Regions from separate parts of the Sus scrofa genome. Here region 2 is linked to region 1. The links are chromatin contacts, called in public HiChIP or PLAC-seq maps. All regions are on one chromosome and are shown on one strand. Each heading gives the region's core, a stretch centred on a gene start, on an enhancer-like site or on the middle of the called end of the contact. The rest is flanking DNA. Distances are from core to core; before and after follow the strand shown.

Evidence for each region. HiChIP or PLAC-seq counts read pairs in DNA pulled down with a chosen protein or histone mark.
Region 2: an H3K27ac HiChIP or PLAC-seq map of alveolar macrophages shows a contact between it and region 1. The contact joins the promoter of TNFSF14 here to the promoter of C3 in region 1. A contact is called at or near these places in 1 of 5 promoter capture datasets (liver), 8 of 47 Hi-C or Micro-C datasets (alveolar macrophages, blood, embryonic fibroblasts and 4 more) and 1 of 2 datasets of contacts at active chromatin or transcription factors (alveolar macrophages).

The regions. Positions count from the first base shown.
Region 1 is chr2:72,428,811-72,434,948 of Sscrofa11.1, forward strand. It overlaps C3 (complement C3), which reads left to right and starts at 2,683. Exons shown (of 41, transcript NM_214009.1): 1 at 2,683-2,819; 2 at 3,533-3,725; 3 at 4,405-4,567; 4 at 4,665-4,735. The coding sequence starts at 2,746.
Region 2 is chr2:72,476,090-72,482,227 of Sscrofa11.1, forward strand. It overlaps TNFSF14 (TNF superfamily member 14), which reads left to right and starts at 3,241. Exons shown (of 4, transcript NM_001260482.1): 1 at 3,241-3,459; 2 at 4,986-5,022; 3 at 5,287-5,328. The coding sequence starts at 3,241.

The DNA.
Region 1 (6,138 bases), core at 1,433-3,932:
CTGCAGCTGTGATTCAACCCCTAGCCTGGGAATTTCCACATGCTGCAGGTGCAGGCCTAAAAAGACAAAAAAAAAAAAAAAAAAAAAAAAAGTCTCAGACATCCCACTTAGGACCAGCTCAGGCAGCCTCACACTCCCTCCATCCATACCATGAACGCCTCCTTCCTCCCTCCTCTGTCCACTTATTTTGCCCCCCCACCCCCCTTCCCCAAACTTCTGATCACAAATGTCCATTTCCCAGGAAAAAACCCTGGGGAATTCCTCCTCTCGCTCCTCCCCACCCCAGGAGACATTTCTCCACGTTCCCCTCCATTCCTCGGGTCACTCCCTCCAGATCAGGGCCAGGACTCTTCCCAGACTCCCACTGCCATGCAAATAAGCCTTCCCTGCAAGCCCAGGGCTCCGAGACATCTGGGTTCCCTGAATTGTCAAACAGCAGGAACTACCATCAGGCCCATTGCTCAGATGGACCCACTGAGGGGCTGAGGGAAAAGGAGTCAGCCTCTCAAGTCTAGCAGGAATTCCTTCTCCAGGCTCTCAAATCACAGAGCTCCAATGCTTAAGGCTATAATGAAACCAGGAAATGGGGTGGATATTTTGGCAGGAGGACAGAGGAGGAAGATAAGATATGGGGGGTTGGGGGGTCCTGGCAGGTGTGCCCCCATCCCAGTTTCAGAAGTTGAACCCTGATTCTGGAGAGTAATCAGGTATTTGCCTCACCCTCCTCCTTGTCTTCCAAAGAAAGGGTGTCGCAATCAGAGCAGACAGAGGCCAGGTTTGTTCTATTTCTCCACACCTCCCCCCACTCGGGGCGGGGGGCATCGCCAGGAACAAGCGTGGTTTACAGGAAATCAGAGCAAATTCCCCATTAACCCCTTCCAGGGAGCTTTGGAAACCAGCTCTCCAGGATCTGGATTCCCCCCTCCTACCCCTTCCATCACCGCCCCCCCCCCCATGCTCAACTGAAAGTCAAATCAAAATCCAATTAAAACGACACTGAGGCAAAAATCCAAACTTTTGCCCCCCCAAGGGGAAATTGGCAGTTTTGTGCAGGGCTGGCAAGTATGCAAATCAATATAATTATGGACAGGAACCGAATGATATCTAGCGAGATTACTGTTGATCCAGAGTTATCCCATTGCGGCAAGAACCCTTTGAAGTGGCTGCTGTTATAACCCCACTTTACATGAGGAAACCGAGGGGCAAGTGGTTATCAGTAACTTGCTCAAAGTTTACCACTGAACAATCTGGAGGGAGCATGCTCTGTAACAATAACCATCTGTCTGTCCATTAAGAAGTGGCTGCTTGCTTCCACAATGTAATGTGAGGCCATTGCCTGTGAGAACAAGGAAGCTCTCTGTGCACTGATATGAAATGATATCTGAGGTATATTGTTTATGAAAAAGCAGGTATAACCCAGGAAGAATAGTGTGTAGAGCTTGCTAATATGTGTTTTTAAAATGTGTGAACATTTGTAAACCTGAGATTTGGTTCCATGGTCCTGTCTGAGACCTGGATGGTTAGCAACAGGAGTGAGAAGAAGATTGTTTTTCCCTGTATGTGCACTTTTTTTTGTTTGTTTGTTTTGTTTTGCTTTTTAGGGCCACACCTGCAGCATATGGACATTCCCAGGCTAGGGGCTGAATCAGAGCTATGACTGCCAGCCTACGCCACAGTCACAACAATGCAGGATTTGAGCTACATCTGCGACCTACACCACAGCTCACAGCAACGCTGAATCCTTAACCCCCTGAGTGAGGCCAGGGGTCGAACCTGCAACCTCATGGCTCCTAGACGGATTCCACTGCACCACCATGGAAACACCTGTGGATGCACTTTTACCTTTTAGATGTTGAACCGTATGAATATAATACCTGTTCATATGCAAAAAATTACATACAATTTTTAATAATAATAATAATATCCTAAGAAGATGTTGATGCAACATAAAAGCTAGCAATAGGACCTCCCTTGATTATGACTTTTATAAAAAAAATCATAGCTACTCAGGCCTCCTGGCAAGAGTAGGTGAAGGGAGCTCCAGGCTCTCCATGCCCTAGAAAGCATTCTCATATGGATAGTGAACTCCTATATATTCGTCAAAGCCCAGCTGAAATGTCCCCTCCTCCAAGAAGATTTCCCTGACCCTCCAAGAAGCTGAGTTCTTCTCCACCAGGGAAGACACTCCATGGGGCTAGGAGTGTTGGTGCTGGACTCTGTCTCCCACCCCCACCCCAGCATGGAAGACTCTGGAAGTGGGACTCTTGCTGCCAGCATCGACTTGAATTCACAGGAAGGGTTTGGTTAATAAGTGCATGGCCAAAAGTGGACTGAGAGCCAGGTGCAGATATCGGGGAAGGGGGGCAGGCACTATCTGGGGAAGAGAGAATAATTTTCCTCCACTACAAAGTGGGTATAGCAGGGACAGGTCCCCATTCACCAGCCAGCCTTGACCATGAGAGAGGCCAGGGCAGGAGGCTGTTGTATTCTTGTTGCAGGAGGACGTGCCCTTAGGTTATTTTCCCCAGGACTGTGATGGCCACACAGATTGAAAAACTTTGGAAATGACATTGAGAAATCTGGGGCAGCCCCAGGGAGGGGGGAGGCCACAGGGAGTGGAGGGCTGGGCTGAAGAGGGGGAAAAGCAGCTGCCAGATAAAAGGCAGCCTCCAGCAGCCTCTGCTCACTTCCCCCCCACCCCCGTCCTTTCCCTCTGTCCCTTTGTCCCTCCACCGTCCCTCCATCATGGGGTCCACCTCGGGTCCCAGGCTGCTGCTGCTGCTCCTGACCAGCCTCCCCCTAGCCCTGGGGGATCCCATGTGAGTAATCACAACCCCAACCCCCAAACAAGGCTGCTTCTGCATTGGGAGTGGGCACTTGTGAGTATAGGTCTCTGCAGGTTTAGGGTGCATGTACGGTGCTGGTTGATTCTGTGGCTTGTGATGAGGTTGGGGTGAGTCTCAGAAGTTGGGGTTGGGTGAGTCTCAGAAGTTTGGACTCCATAGGATCTGGGAGTTTGTAGTTTTAGCATTTAGGAGTTTCAGAGATGCGGTTTGGATGTATGTGGCTGAGGGGATGGATTGGGTTGTATTTATAGGTCTGGGGTGCTAGAGGTTTAGGAGGCTGTTTAGGGTGTTCCAGGGTTTGGGTATTTAGAGACTTGAGGTATTTAAAGATTTAGGAGTTCTGACCTTGGAGCAGTGGGTTAAGAATTCGACTGCAGAGGCCAGGGTCGCTGATCCGGTGCGACCATAAAATGATAAAAAATAAATAAACGATTAAAAAAAAGATTGAAGGGTTGAGACTTCTGGAATTTGTGGGTTTGATTGTGGGCTTGGAAGTCCATCGTCTTGGAGGAATTGGTTCTGATTTTGAGGTTCAGGAATTGATGGGATCTGAAGCCCCCAAGCTGTCCTCCAGTCATCGGATCCCCCGCAGGGCTAGGGGCTGGGGCAGAGCGCTGACCCTGGGGGTGCCTAGCATCTCGTGCCCCTGGGATGACAGCTCTACGCCTCGTCCTCCCCTCCCGCAGTTACACCATAATCACCCCCAACGTCCTGCGTCTGGAGAGTGAGGAGATGGTGGTGTTGGAGGCCCACGAAGGGCAAGGGGATATTCGGGTTTCGGTCACCGTCCATGACTTCCCGGCCAAGAGACAGGTGCTGTCCAGCGAGACCACGACGCTGAACAACGCCAACAACTACCTGAGCACCGTCAACATCAAGGTGGGCGCGCTCAACAGCCGGACCGCTGAAGCCCCACCCCTTCTTTGAGTCCTCTTGGTAGCTGAGCCCCTCCTCCCTTTCTGAGCCCCACCCACCCTGCCTGAGCCCCGCCCCTTCTGTCTGAGTGTCTCCATTCTGAACCCCGCCCCTCTGAGTCTCCTCCCCTTCGGAGCCCTTCCCCTTTTGGAGTCCGGGTCACTTTTTGGAGCCCCCTCCCACTCTCTCATCCCGGTCTTTCTCTGAGTGTCCCCACCTTCTGAGCCCTCGTCTTTCTCTCAGCCCGGCCCCCTTCCAAGCCCCACCATGTCTGAGCCCTTCCCCATTTCTGACCCCTCCCCTCCAACCCTCCTCCCTAAGTCCTTTCTTCTTTTAGAACCCGTCCCCTCTCCGAGTCTCCTCCCCTTTCTGAACCCCCTACCCCTTCTGAGCCCTCCTTCCGCTAAGCCCCCTGCCTGAATCCCCCTTCCCATCCCTCCCTCTGACTCCCTACCCCCTCTCTTGCCCTTTGGCCCTTCCCCGAGTACCTCTTCTCTCCCCAAACCTGGGCAAAGCAGGAGGACCAGAAGTGACAAGCAGGCTCTGTTGCGAGGAGGGGCGGGTGCGGACCCAGCCGAAGTCCTAGAGGCTGGATGGTGGGCAAGGGGTCTTGGCCCCTAGTGATCCCCTGGTTCCTGCTCAGATCCCGGCCAGCAAGGAGTTCAAATCAGAGAAGGGGCACAAGTTCGTGACCGTTCAGGCGCTCTTTGGGAACGTCCAGGTGGAGAAGGTGGTGCTGGTCAGCCTTCAGAGCGGGTACCTCTTCATCCAGACGGACAAGACTATCTACACCCCAGGCTCCACGGGTAAGGGGCTGAGGGTGGCTGCAGAGAGCCAGGGGCAGGGCTGGAGGAAGGGGCAGGGCCTCACCCGGCTCTGCTTTTCTCTCCCACCACTGCTCAGTCCTCTATCGGATCTTCACCGTTGACCACAAGCTGCTGCCCGTGGGCCAGACCATTGTCGTCACCATTGAGGTACCAGCCGACTGGGGCCCCAGACATACCCAGGGCAGGGACTCGGGGAGAGACAAAGAGAGAGAGAGAAACAGAGAAAGGGATTCCGGCAAAGGCCCAGCAGCAGAGACATAAAGGCAAAAAACAAAACCCCAAAAACGTAAGGGCACACAGAGAGATCGGGAGAGAGGCGGGGACCCAGCGATGCTTACCGTGGATGACGGCTCCAGATAAGTCCCTGGTCACTGTGTGAATCTGGACAGGTCACTTCATCTTTCCAAGCCTCAGTTTCCTCATTTGAAGACTGACACGACAGGTACTAATTCTATGTAGTCTGTTCCGCCTACTGCCCGCCAGAGGGCGCGTGGGAGCACCTGAGTCAGGTTCCACCCCTCCTCTGCCTGCCGTTTTCCAGGGCTCCCCGCTCCTGGGGTAAATGCCCAAGTCCTCCCCACGGGCCTCAAGGCCCTGCAAGACCTGCTCCCGCACCCTGCCCACCCTCCTTTCTTCCCTCTCTCTTCCTCCCTCCGCTCCAGCCACGTGGGCCTCGTCACCGTTCTTGCAACAATCCAGGCACAGTCCTGCCCCAAGACCTTTGCAGGGGTTGTTCCCCCTCCCCCCCAAATGCTCTTCCTGCAAATATCCACACAGTTTGCTCCCTCACCTCCTTCAAGTCTTTGCTCAAATGTCACCAGTGTACCAATTTTACAGTGAGGCTTGTCAGAGCGCCCTGTAAAATTGCAACAGAACACACACACACACACACACACACACACACACACACACTCCCTTTTTTGCCTTCCTGCCATCTCTTTTTGGCATCTTATAAATCGGAGTTATTTCCCCCCTCCCTTTTTTGGTCTTTTTATCTTTTTAGGGCCGCACCCGCAGCATATGGAAGTTCCCAGGCTAGGGGTCGATTTGGCCTAGGCCACAGCAATGTGGGATCTGAGTTGCACAGCTCACAGCAACGCAGGATCCTTAACCCAGGGAGCGAGGCCAGGGTTCAAACCCAAGTCCTCATGGATACTTGTTGGGTTCGTTAACCACTGAAGCACGATGGGAAGTTTTTTGGGGTTTTTTTTTGTGGGACCTATTCCTTTGTTAACTGCGCCTTCCCCCAATCTGCACTGAACCTAAGTTCTGTTCAGAAAGGGATTATCTGTTGGCCCAGAGTTTGGCGGGTAGTAGGGTAAATAAAAACTTACTGGAAGAAGGGAGGGAGGGAAGGAGAGGGGAGTGAGAAGCAGGGAGTGATGGGGAGAGAAAGACAAGTGGAGGAGGAAGGGGAGGAATGGGGCCTGTCCTCCTTGTGGGATCTTTGTATTTATTGAAATCAGGCAAACCTAACAAGGACCAGAGTTTTTGTGTGTGTGTGGTATCAGTATGTGTGTGGGGTTTTTTTGGTTTTTGTTTGTTTGTTT
Region 2 (6,138 bases), core at 1,991-4,490, 48 kb after region 1:
TAAATGTCCATTAATGGGTGAATGGATAAGTAAAATGTAATCCATCCATACAATGGAATATTATGCAGCCTTAAAAAGGAGTAAAGCACTGACACATGCCATGATGTGGATGAACCCGGAAAACATTATGCTCAGTGAATGAAGCCAGACACAAAAGACCACTGGTATGTTTGTTTGTTTGTTTGTTTGTTTGTTTTTTAAATGTCCAGAACATGTAAATGCATAGAGCAAGATAGACTAGTGGTTGCCAGGGTCTTGTAGGGTTGGGGGTTGAGGAGTGACTGCTTAATGGTTATAAAGCTTGCTTTTTGTGTGTATGGCTGTGTCCATGCTGTGTGGAAGTTCCCAGCCCAGGGAACAGCAGTAGCCTGAGCTACAGCAGTGACAACATGGAATCTTAACTGCCAGGTCACCAGGGAACTCTCTATAAGGCTTACTTTTGAGGCATTGAAGTTCTTAGGAACTAGATAGAGTTACACAACATTGTAAATGCATGAAATGACACTGAGTGGCTCACTTTAAAATGGTTCATTTTATATTGTATGAATTTACCTCAATAAAATAAAATAAATAAGCAAAGTCACACCAGCTCTAGAATTCACTACAGAATGAATTATAAGGTGGCAAAAATAAAGCAGGATGTCCAGTTGGGAAGCTACTGCAACAGTCCAAGCAAAGCAGTGATGGGTGCCTTAGTGTCTTGGTCCATTTGGGCTGCTATAACAAGATACCAATTGAGTAGCTTAAACAACAGACATTTATTTCTCATAGTTCTAGAGGCTGGAAGCCTGAGATTGGGGTGCCTACCTGGCTGAGTTCCGGTGAGAGCCCTCTTCCTGTCTTGTACATGGCCTCCTTCTCTCTGTGTCCTTACATGGCAGAGAGGGAGAGAGGGCATATCTCACATCTCACCTTATAAGGGCACTAATCCCATTGAGGAAGGCTCTACCCTAGTGCCTCAGCACCTCCCAAAGGCCCCACCCTTAAATACAATTACACTGGGGATTAGGGCATCAATAAATCAATTTGGGGTGTCACAAACATTCAGTCCAAAGCACTTAGCGAGGGTGGTAGCAGTGGGGATGGAAACAGGTGGCTGGATTTGAGATCTGGTTTAGAGGTTGAATCAAAGGGCTTGCTGAAACATAAGGCAAAGCACCATAAAACTCCTAGAAGAGAATATAGGCAAAACATTCTCTGACTTAAACTGGTACAGATGTTTTCTTAGGTCAGTCTCCTAAGGCAATAGAAACAAAACCAAAAATAAACAAATGGGACCTAATCAAACTTACAAGCTTTGCACAGCAAAGGAAATCATTAAAAACAACAACAACAACAACAATGAAAAGACAACCTATGGATAGTTGCAAATGATGTAGTGGACCAGGGCTTAATCTCCAAAATATACAAAGAACTCATACAACTCAAAAACAACAACAAAAAACCCAACTGAAACAAAACAAAAAAAACAATTGAAAAATGGTCAGAAGACCTAAATAGATATTTCTCCAAAGAAGACATCCAGATGACCAGTAGGCACATGAAAAAATGTTCAACATCACTAATTAATAGAGAAATGCAAATCAAAACCATAATGAAGTACCACTTCACAACAGTCACAATGACCACCATTAATAAGTCTACAAATAGCAAATGCTGAAGAGGCTGTGGGGAAAGGGAATCCTCCTACACTGCTGGTGAGAATGTAAATTGGTACAACCACTATGGAAAACAGTGTGGAATTTCCTCAGAAAACTGAATGCAGAACTACCATATGATCCAGCAATTCTACTCCTGGGCAAACATCCAGACAAAACTGCAATTCGATTGCACCCCTATGTTCATAGCAGCACTAGTCACAAAGCCAAGACAGGAAACAACCTACATGTGCATCAACAGATGAATGGATAAAGAAGATGTGGTACATATATACAACAATACTACTCAGCCATAATGAAGAACAAAATAATGCCATTCACAGCAAGATTGGTACAACTAGAGATTCTCATACTAAGTGAAGTAAGTCAGAAAGAGAAAGACAAATGCCATAGGATTTCACTTACGTGTGGAACCTAAAATATGACACAAATGAACAAACCTATCTATGAAACAGAAACAGACTCATGGACAAGGAAAACAGACTGGTGGTTGCCAAGGGTTGGAATGTGAGGTTGGGGTTCGCAGATGCAAACTATTCCACTTAGAATGGATAAGCAATGAGGTCCTGCTGTACAGCACAGGGAACAATATCCAATCACTTGTGATAGAATATGATGGAAGATAAGAAAAGGAATGTATCCAAATGTATGACTGGGTCACTTTGCTGTACAGCAGAAATTGGCACAACACTGTAAATCAACCATACTTTAATTAAAAAATACATGACATTTAGGATTAAAAAGAGGGGGCTTATTGAGGGTAGGATGTAGTGACAGGGCAGAGGGAGGAGTTCAGGATGACTCTAGGCTTTGAGCTTTGCTACTGGGTGGACACTGGTTCCGCCCTCTGACTGTGAGTTGCAATCAAAACGTGCATGAATGCACACACAGGTGCATGCAGATATGCAAGACACTCAAGCACATGCACAGATATGCCTGCACCTGCACACACCTGCATACACACACCTGCATGCACACATGCATAGCATACCCATGTTCAATGCATTGCACACAATGCACACACCTGTATACACATCCATACACACAAACCACTCATAGATTTCCCACTGCTCTGATCACCGTCTCAAACACTTTATAGTGTTTTCACATTTCTTAGGCTTACCTTCCTCACCCTGCCAGACTAGGAGCTACGAAAGGCCAAGCACTTTGGTCTCCCTTGTTCACGGCTGTGCCCCCAAACCTAGAACAGTGCCTGGCACACAGGAGGTTCTCAATAACTATATGGTAACCGTGCAGATGACAAGGCCAGAAGGGAGGGCAGGGGCCTTCCTTCTCCCGCCTCCACCTGAGTCACATCTTCAAGTGCCTCAGGATGGTGTGAGAGATCTTATGAGTGAGAGTGAGATGGGGCTGGGCCAGGGGTTTGGGGACAGGAAGAAGAGGGTGAGTGGGGAAAGGGGAGGGGCTGAGCCCCAGCTCTAAAGGCAGCCCCAGGGACCCACGGGCGCCTGTCTGCAGTGCGAGAAGCCCAGGAGGGTTGGGCAATCGTGGTTTCCTCCCAGCCCACAGGACACAGCTTTGCCAGCCCAGCCCCAGGCATCTTGGCCTCGTCCGCTCTGGCATGGAGGAGACAGTCGTGCGGCCCTCCGTGTTCGTGGTGGATGGACAGACGGACATCCCATTCACGAGGCTGGGGCGCAGCCGCCAGAGACAGCCCTGCAGCGCTGCCCGGCTAGGTCTGGGCTTCCTGCTACTGCTGCTGGCAGCCGGACTGGCCATCCAGGGCTGGTTCCTGCTGCAGCTGCACTGGCGCCTGGAGGCCATGGCCCACCCCCTGCAGGTAAGTGGTACTGGGGTCCTGAAGCCGGTGGGTCCCCTGTGTCACTGTGCATTTCTGCGTGTGTGCATGTGTGTGTGTGTTCAGGACAGAAGACAGACTAAGAGCAGCCCAGGGTAAGTTAATTCACCTCTCTGAACCTCAATTTCCTCATCTGTAGAATGGGCCTGATAATCAGTGTCCTCATAGGGAATAAAATATAATGTGCATGGGTGCCTGGCTGGCCCACAGCAAGCATTCAACCAATGGGAACTGACATTTTTTTTAAAAAAAATTGAGATATAGTTGGTATAGAACATTGTGCGATTTTTAAGGTGTATAGCATAATGACTTGATACACTGACACTACAATAGGGTTGCCATGGCAGGAGTTCCCATTGTGGTTCAGTGGGTTAAAACCCCACTAATATCCTTGAGAATGCAGGTTGGCTCCCTGGCCTCCATCAGTGGGTTAAGGATCCAGCATTGCTGTGAGCTGTGGTGCAGGCTGGCAGCTGCAGCTCTGACTTGACCCCTAGATTGGAAACTTCCATATGCACCCCCCCAAAAAAAATTGGGTTGCCATGGTAGCTTTATGGTGTCACATAATTACCATTTCTTCTAGTGGTGGGAACACATAAAATCTAATTTAATGTTGAAACACAGTTTATGTTTAAGTTGAATGTTTATAACACAGTTCTGTGGTCTGTAACCCCTGGAAACCACATTCTGATATGGCTGATTGTTATCAGCCATACCCTGATCACCCTTTTTTGGGGCTGTTACTAGTCCATGTTGTCCAAGTCTATGAAAATCTCTTCCTCAGTTTCCCGCTGGCTGTGGAGGTCTCTGCCTGTCTGTCTGCCAGACCTGCAGGTCTGCGTGTCCCACGATGTGTCCACATGGTCTTGGCCTTTTTGTGCTTCCAAGCCCTTTCTCCTCATGGCTGGATCTGATGGCCACAGGCCCATGTGGACCTGTGCCGCTCTCCTGCCTACGTGGACCCACATGTCTACACTCTAGCCCGTCGACAGCCCATGTGCGTTGACGTTGCATGTCTGCACTTCTAAGGGTCTCTGTGCACAGTCCCACATGGCTCCATAAACCCGTGCTTCCATGTATCTGCCTCCACCCGTGTCTTGGTATGTCACCTAAGTGTCCAGATCTGGGCCCAGTGTCATGTGTCCACATCCACCATGGGTTAGCAACTAGGTCCAAGTGTCCAGCCATCCGGGGGTCCACGTGTCTTTGATAGCACTTTTTTAATAAATCCTTCCGTGGCGCTGGCTACGTGCCAGGGGCTGTAATTCACTTTTCATATGTAAATGTGCTGAATCCTCAGCAGGCACTTTTCATGCATCCATTTACAGAGAGGAAAACAGGCACTGGGTGGTTACTAGCGAGCTGAGCGGTGGGGGTGAGGGGGCCGGGCGAGGGGGAAGCGTGCACGTGGCCTTGGATATGTCTGAGGAGGGTGTCTGTGTGCATGTCTGCATGTGTCTCTCAGTGGGCCCTGCAGATGCTCACCGTGGGCTGCTCTGCACTTTCAGGACAGAGGTGCAGGATCCTGGGAGCAGCTGATGCAAGGTGAGTCAGGGTCCCGGTCCCGGAAAGGGGGTGGGATCGTTCCCACGCTGCCCCCACCCCCTCAGCCCATTGCCCAATGTGATTTGCACAACCAGCCCAAACCCCACAGACGCCCGTCCCTCAGGCCGGAGAAGCAGAAGTTTGGGTTGTTCCGGAAAGGGTGGGGTTGACACCAGGAGGTGGACTTGATGACCTCGCACTCTGGGAGGCTGGCCCTTACCCCCTCACTGCCTTCACCTCTGACCCCTGACCCTCTCTCCCCAGAGCGGAGGCCCCAGCAGGCCAATCCGGCAGCGCACCTCACAGGTGAGGGGGACCCCATGTCTTGGCATGGGGTGGGGATCAGCACATCCTGGGGAGATCAGATAGACACCCCCAACAGGTCAGAGTATTCCTTTGCTAATACAGTAATTACTCACAGCGCTGCCCAGAGCACAGGCACTGCCTAGGTCTGTGAGTTTCTAATTGCATTTATTGAATAAACCCTTTTGCGGGGCTTACTCTGAGCCACGCGATGTGATGTGCTTTATATATGTTCATTCATTAAGTCCTTAGCGAGTACAGCTCATATCTCCATTATTCATTTATTTTTTCTTTTAGGGCTGCACCACCCATGGCATATGGAGGTTCCCAGGCTAGGGGTCCAATCGGAGCAGACGCTGCCAGCCTACCCCACAGCAAGACCCGAAAGAGGCCAGGGATCGAACCCACGTCCTGATAGATACTAGTTGGGTTTGTTAACCATCGAGCCACCAAGGGAACTCCTCACATTTCTATTTTAAGGAGAAGGAGCCTGAGGCACACAGACGTTATAAGGCTGATGGCCCAGGATGTATTCTGCCACAAGCAAGCACTGATTATTTTGGCAAGTCACTGAGTTACCCCTGGGGCCCTCAGTTTCCCCACCTACAGGAGGGGGAGGAAATGAGTTAAGATGTATGATAAAGAAGTGACTTTAGGGAGTTCCCCAGTGGCTCAGTGGTTAAGGAATCCAACTAGGAACCATGAGGTTGCGGGTCCGATCCTTGGCCCTGCTCAGTGGATTAAGGATCACGCCTTGCCTTGAGCTATGGTGTAGGTCACAGACATGGGTTGGATCCTGCGTGGCTCTGGCGT